Linked DNA regions of Gossypium arboreum: region 1 is linked to region 2. A link is a contact called in public Hi-C data. All regions are on one chromosome and are shown on one strand. The core of a region is the stretch at or near the end of the contact, and the rest is flanking DNA. Distances in the headings are between cores, read along the strand shown.

Region 1 (4,135 bases), core at 864-3,363, 150 kb before region 2:
GTGGAGTTCATAATGTATACCTTCTATGAAAGTGATGCTAAAAGAATTCTGAGCATCTCTTTGTCAAGGTTCTCGCATGAAGACTACTAAGTGTAGAGAGAGGAGGCATCGAGGGAATTCTTAGTTCGCGGTGCCTATAAGTCTCTTTTACAATAGTTTATTGAGCTTACTCATTTATACAACCAAACTGAGCATACAAATTTTTACAAGAAATTATGGGGCTTGAATCTATCCTAAAAACTGAATATTACAATTTGGTGTTTCTAAAAAAAAATAATTTCCTACGCTATTTAATCTACAGTATAAAAGATCAAGAAATACAATAATATGCCCGAGATGCATAGGAAAGGTTGAATCCAGAGTACATGTTCTGCGTGATTGTCTTGTGACAAAGGAGATGTGGCATCAATTGAATTGGAATTGGCCAAATTCAGTATTATACATGGAGCTTATGTACTGGGTTACCAGGTTTTTTTTAGAAAAATTCTACCATTCAATGTTGTCTTTTTGTCTGTGCTTTATGGGTAATATGGACTGAAAGAAACAAATTGGTGCATGAGGGGCAAAGGAAAACAAGTTTAGCCATAACGAATTTTATTAGGAATTATGTTCAGAAACTAGATGGTTGAATAATTCCATACATGTTCAAAGAATGGAGTTGAAAAAGTGGCAGCCAACAGAGAACCCATTTGTGAAAATAAACTTTGATGCAGCATACAGAAAACATGAAAGCAAATCTTGCTCAGTGATTGCAATTAGAGATTCTATGGGGCGGGAATTGAGTTTTAGGGTTGAGTTAAATGATAATGTACCCTTGGTGTTCGCAGTCGAGGCTATTGCATGCCTTCAACTGGGCCTGGATCTGGGGTTTACGACAGTCGAAATTGAAGGAGATGCCCTATCTATTGTAAAAAAAATACACAAAGGAGGGGTGATAAATAAAAAATTTGTGCTTATATTAGAGATGGGCAAGGGCTGGGTAAAAGATTTCAAACCTGTCAATTTAAACATGGGCACAAATTAACGAATTGGGTTGCTCATTTGCTGGCTGCAAAAGGTCTAAAGAAAGGGGATCGATGCTTGATGAGAAATGGGTTTCCTGAGTATGTTAGAGAATAAGTGGAAATGGATCATAGGGGGATAATGTTTTTGGTCTGGGTTTTTTCTTAGTTTGGCAAGTTGGGGGACAAGAAGCATATAGAGAAGAGAGATGAAATGGAAGTCGGATGGTTTCTAGTAATTGGAAAAAAAAAAAAAAAGATAAATTATTGAGGGGTTACTATCTAGTTGTTGGATCACAGGAGTTGTGTCGCATTAATTGCTTCAAGAGTAAGCTCCTTTCTTTGTTGGATTATTGGGCTGATTGGGTTAGCCCAACTTTATTGTTTTGCCCGTTTGTTGCTTAAGCTTTATTTTTTGATTAATTGAATAAAATTCCAAATGATATTTTAAAAAAAATAAAAATAAAAAAGTTACCAACACTTAACACATATTTGAGGGGTACATATATATATATATATAATATGGGCTTATATCCAAGTTATAAAAAGAAGAACATGGTGGGGATTAAACCAGGTAATAGAAATCTAAGGAATGTTGTTGGATGGAGAAAGTTTGCTGCACTCTTTTTGGCACGAGGTCGAAGAAGACTTCCACCGCCATAGCTTCCGCCTCCTTTCCCTCCTTTCTTCTTCTGCTCAATAATTACTTTCTTTTCTCTTTGAACCATCTTCAAATGAAGTGCTTCATGCCAACCCTTGATTGTTTTTTCATGTCTATCCAAAAAATCTGCATGGAAAAAAAATTAAATGGGTTTATTAAATTTCGTGATCTATTTTCTCCATTTACAAAATTTAAAATTCTTTTTTCAATAAGAAAAAAAAAAAGAAAACTTACCTTTGAGTTGTTTTTCCTTCATCGATTGCTTGAGATCATTGACAGTAGCCTGTGATGGTGAGATGAAAGCTGTTTCACTTAAGAAACATACAATTATGAAAATGATCCATTGAGAAACCCTTCTCTTCATTTTCTTTCCACTAGCAAATTTTTCCCCTTGGGCTACTTTTTTTGGCCCTTTTAATTGTTTCTTTAATTAGCTTTGATGCCCGGTATTTATAATAAATCATTAAGGAATAAAGCACACGTTATTTTATTTTCAAAAGATATGCTTACAATGTTTGATTAAATCATGGGATAAAGCTACTTTTAAATGCTCATGCATGTGATAGGGTACTGCTCAAAAGGAATCCCAAGGCAACTACGGGACAAATGAAAAGCCATTGTCGGGGAAATTTTTAATTTATATAACTGGTATCTTTATTTTGAATACTTGATAATAATTAAATCATGTTATTTTTAATTAAGAATTCTAATTCAATGATTTATATAATTATTATTTTCCTTCAAAATTTACTTATTATTATGTTTATATTATGAATGAAAAATTGTTTTTGAAAATAATATGATTGTATAAATATTATTTGGTATTAATAGAGGTGGAGAAGGAGAGGGATAGTGTTGAAAGAAACTAATTCGTTTATTTTAAAATTAATAGTCAGATAGGTAAATGAAATTCAGAATGAATGCTTAATATATTAAAATTTTGAGTGGAGAGAAATCTCTTTACTAACCGACATCGGAACTATTATATGTCCAATGTCCAATATTGAAATAATTTTAAAGGTTTTCCTTGACTTTGTTCGTTTTAACAAACAATTCGAAATGCCTCGACTCTTTTAGAATAGATTCGAGTCAAATAGCAATGATTCGAAATATTTCTTCTTATACTATTTTGAAAACCCAAAGACTCAATTGTATGAATATGTAAAATATAAAATTTCTAATCCTAGCTGAAAAGGAGGAAATAGATACTCAATTTAAAGTGAGTAAACAAAATTTTATACTCGATCTCTTAAATACATATAGAATTATGTGAAAGTTGTATTCAATAAAAATATTTATAGGAAAAATAAGAGCTTGTCTAACCAAATTCAAATTGACAAAGATATAATAAATATATTAATCTTGAATTTTAATTTGAGATATTAATAGTGTGAATAGAATTATTTCAAATTTTAAATATAAAAATTAAATGTCAAACTTTAGTTAATAATTTTTACTTTATTTAAAGTGTATATTTAAACGAGGTACATAGAGAAGGGGGTGGTTGATCAGCCATGTCCGACAAGGTTAAAGAATATATCTTACCAACTTCGAGGAATGCCTTTGCCAGCCTGGAAAGTAAAAAAGAATATACAAATGAAACCTTATTTTGCATTCCCAAGAACCTAAAAAAATGAGAAAAACTCTCATGGGAATTGTTTGTTCACCCCTTCCTAAGGTGACTGGTAATTTTGAGATTAAGGTAATTACTATAGTATCATATTTTTAAGTTTATCGATATTCTTTTAAATATTTTTTATATATGTAAATAAATATAATAAGCTTAATATCATTTCATCCTTATATTAATTTTGATTATTGTATCTCATTTACTTTCATTCCATCAAAATTGTTTCCATTAAAAAAAATTTGATTTGATGGTTTAAGCCGATCGAACTCAAATGCCCGAATGCATTTTTTATTTTTCTCTTAATATTAAAAGATTTCCCTTGTTTTTTTCTTTATTCGTTTCTCTTTCTTCTTTCCTAGTAGAAGTTCAGCTTTTCCAGCCGAAACTGTAGGTGCACGAACACTATCGCTAGCACTCACCATCGTCGTCGTTCCTCCGACCAACCACGGTGAATATCAGAGACCCAAGGGTTCCAATCCATTATGCACAACCAAATGGTTTGTATGGCTCTTCATGATTTCATGAAATCGTGTAAACTCGTCTTTAAGAAAATTGTTCTTCTAATTAGAGGTCTGCATAGGCCGGGTTGAGCTGGGTCCAGACAAAATTTCAAGCCTATTTTCTAGGCTCGAGTTTAGTTTGGCCCAAATATGGGCCTAAAATTTATCTAAGCCCGAGCCCGACCGGCCAGGCCCATATTAAATTATTTTAGCTTATTTCATTAAATAAAAATTTTAAAATATAATAAATCAAATATATTTAAAAATATTAAAACAAATATTAAAACAAGAAATAAATAAAAATGAGACTAAAACAATTCTTAAAACAATACACAAATTGAAA
Region 2 (4,137 bases), core at 1,191-3,690:
AAGAGCTTTGGGTTAGGTGCTTGGTCGGAGCTTGAGCGACGGAGCAAGACGACTGATCAAAGTTTGGTGATAGTGATGGTGAACAATAGTGCAACGAGAAGAAGAAACCATTGGTGAAAAATTAAATGAAAGAAAGAAAAAGTAAATTAATTAATAAAAGTTTTATGTTAATAAAAAGTAAAAGAAAATTGAAAAGAATTTAAATTAAATGATTTTTCCTTTTATAGTAACCGTGGCTCAAGTATTAATTAGGTCGAAAAAGGTATTTGGTTTATAATTTTCAAATTTAGGAATCAATTATGTAAAAAAAAAAAAAATACCAATACAAAACTTAATTGTCAAAATAACAATCTCAGCATCAATATCATAAGAACATAATCAAAGACTCCAATTTGTTCTTCTCTATACAAAAAAATACCAACTTTAAAAAATATTATGCTACATCAAATTGTTTGACGTGAGATTAACTCAAAAAGGAAAAAAGGGTCTTAGGACTGAAAATACATAATTTGAAATTATCAAACCATAGTAGAGGGCTTAAGTCAGCCAAAACCACATGGTACAAGGGTCTTGTATAAAAATTGACCACAAACTCAGTAACTGGATTATTGTCAAAATAACAATCTCAGCATCAATATCATGCCAACATACTCAAATCCACAATCATATTCAAAGCATCATACCAATATAGGTGTAAGAGGAACATGCCAAAATTACACCGCCTAAGCAACACAAAGTAGCATAAATGAATAAATTAAGGATTAAAACTCCATGAATGAAACATTTGTCAACAACACAAAAAGAACAGACAATGGAAGCCAAAAAAAAAAAAAAAACAAGATACAGGGCCTTTGAGATTTCATCTTCCTCTACTAACCTACATTAACCGGTGCAATAAGAAACAAATATGATCTCAAACCCCTGATGTTTTTACTAAGAAATGGCCATAATAAGTAAACCTAAAAAATAGAAAGAAACAACATAGCAAAACCCCTAAAAAATAGAAAGAAACAACATAGCAAAACCCACAATGCATTATCCCCTCATTGTTTTTTGCCATTGAATACAAGCTCTTTTTGGATCATATCACCAAAATATCTCCCTTTAGCCCTTATTTGCAACATCCCTTCCATATTTCATAATCCTAATATGAAGTACGAACCATGAACTGATCTAATCCTGAGATTCACTGCTCTTACCACTTCCTTCACCTTCTCTCTCTTCCAACAATCTCCCACCTTCTTCATCTGCTTGTGCAGTCTTCTTCTGTGCTTCTTTGGCCTTCAAAGCTTGTAACTTTGAATGATTATAGTAAGCAACACCCAAAAACGCCAGTCCATACCCAAACAAGTTGATGGGTGTCACGGTATCCTTGATGACAGACCAAGAGAAGGCAATCAACAACCAGTCCTTGACAACCCCAGCTACATTCATGGTCAAAGCAGAGGTCTTTCCAACAAGTAAGAACACAGCTAGGTTCAAAGCAAATGCACATATAGAGTTGGTCCCAAAAATGACGAAATCGAAATGGAAACTCGATGTTTCTTTCAAAACTGGGTACTCAACGAAAACCCATGGGACCAAAAGGAAAACAAAGCAGCATGGAGCAACGTAATATAACGAAGTAATGGGGTTCAAGGTGATCCCTTTAGAAGTAAGCAAGATTTGGATCATGACCAACCTGGTAGCCTCAAAAGCAACAGCTCCCAACTGCAAAATCACTCCCCAAGTGTCGAATTTAGCTTCCCCATATGCTGCGATGGCGACCCCAAAAGAGATTGACAACATGTTGACCATCGTATCGTTCTTGTACCCTTCTTTTTTAAAAAGGACGCCGATGGAATACACGGCGACGGGCATCAACGCTTTGAGCATCTGGATGAAGGAAACGGACAAGTAAATGTAGGCGGAATTGGAGAGCCAGAGGCTGAGGGAGTAAAGAGCGCCGATGGGGACGACGGAAGAGAGGTAAAGGTCTCGAGACATGGAGACGGGCTCGACGACTTTGAAGACCTTGATGAGGAGGAAAGCAAGGGAGGCACAAAAGGACATGTGGATCATGGTTAGAGAGATTGGGAAAGGCCAATTGTACATCTTCTTGTCGAGGATGTACTTGTTGTAGACGATGACGGTGAAGCTGAGGAAGATCCAGATTGCTACGTAGGTGTAGGAGAGAAGGATCTTCTTGATGACGCCGTCGCTCAATGAACCGCCTTTACCCATTGCTTGTTTTTGGGGTTTTGAGAGGTGCCCGGATCGGAAAAAATGGTGGAAGAATTGATCGGAGATCGGAGATCGGAATGTGGGGGGATTTTTCTCTATGTGGATGCTGAAAAATCAAGATTTGATTTGTTTTTTTTTTAATGTAGTGAAGGATGTTATCTTTTTTGTTTAAGGTGTGTTTTCTTTATGTTGATGGAATGGGCCTCTTTATGGGCTTTTTTCTCTATAGTTTGATACCATTTCCCTTTTTTAATTTTAAGATCCACTTAAAATTTTGACCCCAATAATTTAAATTTAAATTCGATGCAATTATTTAAATTTAAATTTTCATCCCATTAATTTAAATTTAAAATAAATTTAATTTAATTTAGTTATAAAATTAAATAATTTGAACTTATTTAACCTGAAAATGACCTATCCTGAATGATTCATACCCAACATATCTAGATACAAAAAATAAATTTGAGATAAAAAATTGAATTACCTAAACTTAAAATTATTTGAACTCAAAACTAATATATAATTGAGATAATCTAAATCCAAATTATTCATAAATTCTCTAATCCTTAAACTAGAGGATATTGAACTCTTAAGCACGCATAAACTCATGATGACCTCTTACTTATTGCAATATCAATCACAAAAATAAAAAATTAAAGATCAATTTGAACCGTGGTGTTTGGATGATTTGTAGGATACAAGTTAAAAAACGTGACTCTTCGAATTAAACAGAACTGAATTTTTAACTTAATTGAATAATTAATTTTAATTTTTATGATTTTAAATTAAATATTTTATATTTTAAATAGTATAAATAACTTGATTTTTTATATAAAAATATTTTTAAAGAAATACAATACAAAAGTTATTAATTAATTTTATTTACTTAAAAATTATTAATTTTTAATAGTCATGAAAAATACTTTAAAACTAGTTTAAAAAGTCAAAAGTTACAAAATAAAACTCACTTATCAAAATAAGTTAAAAAAGAAAAAACTCAAAACTCAAATTTTATATGAAAAGTTAAGAATCAAACTTATTTGAATTAACATGAACGATTTAAAAAAAAAAATGAACTGAATTGAACTAAACTCATTTCTATGTGCTAACACTCGGTGGACAAATTTTATTTCTTTTTTAAGAATTTATACTATAAAAATTTGACTCAATTAATCAAAATCGGATCTAACTTAACTTAATTAGATCATAAAAATTCAATAATCAAAACTTAAACAACCAAACTTAAAATATGTCTTCCAAAAAAACATGAAAAACACTGATCTAAAATAACTTAAACTCAAAACTATCCTAAAACCACAATAACCGACCATGTAAATTTCCATACAAATACAAAACCTCCTTGCATTTGAATGTCAGTCAGTGCATTCCACAACAAACCACATTTAAAAATCTTACATAAATAATATAACAATATTTTATTTATTTTTCATGTCAGATGTTGGAAAAAGATCAACTTCGTTATAATCTATTCACGTTTTAATTTTGCTTTTAAATATTTACGGCTTTAAATTTTATTTTATTACTTTTACACAAATTTATTAATTTAATATTAAATTCTACACCAATTTTAACTTTTCACTTATTAAAATTTTATGATTTCGAAAAAGAAAACAAATTTATGATCACAATTACTTATCTTCTCATATATTTGGTTATAATTTAAGTTGAAAAATTATTTTTAAAATAGATATAAAATAGCATATATTTAGTAGCTCAAGTTTAACCCTCGCACTGCAAAAGTCAGCAAACTAATTTTTTTTTTATATTAATTTTTCTTTTTGCTATTACTATATGATGTTTAATCATATTAAAAAAATGTATTTTGAGAACTTAAGGGAATAAAAGGAAATTTATAAATGTTCCTCCACCGACAACTGAAAGGACTTGTGACTG

Evidence for each region. Hi-C and Micro-C count contacts between places; a contact is called where the count stands out from the background.
Region 1: a contact with region 2 is called in a Hi-C map of leaf, with 3 times the contacts expected there. The contact joins the promoter of LOC108485588 here to the promoter of LOC108486693 in region 2. A contact is called at or near these places in 2 of 5 Hi-C or Micro-C datasets (both in leaf).

What each region holds. Positions count from the first base shown.
Region 1 is chr6:103,446,209-103,450,343 of ASM2569848v2, reverse strand. LOC108485588 reads right to left here and starts at 2,113. Exons shown (of 2, transcript XM_017789446.2): 1 at 1,897-2,113; 2 at 1,447-1,788. The coding sequence starts at 2,026. The coding sequence ends at 1,541. It overlaps LOC128293891 (a long non-coding RNA gene), which reads right to left and starts at 964. Exons shown (of 4, transcript XR_008284012.1): 1 at 813-964.
Region 2 is chr6:103,297,476-103,301,612 of ASM2569848v2, reverse strand. It overlaps LOC108486693 (probable sugar phosphate/phosphate translocator At5g25400), which reads right to left and starts at 2,440. Exons shown (of 1, transcript XM_017790875.2): 1 at 738-2,440. The coding sequence starts at 2,223. The coding sequence ends at 1,174.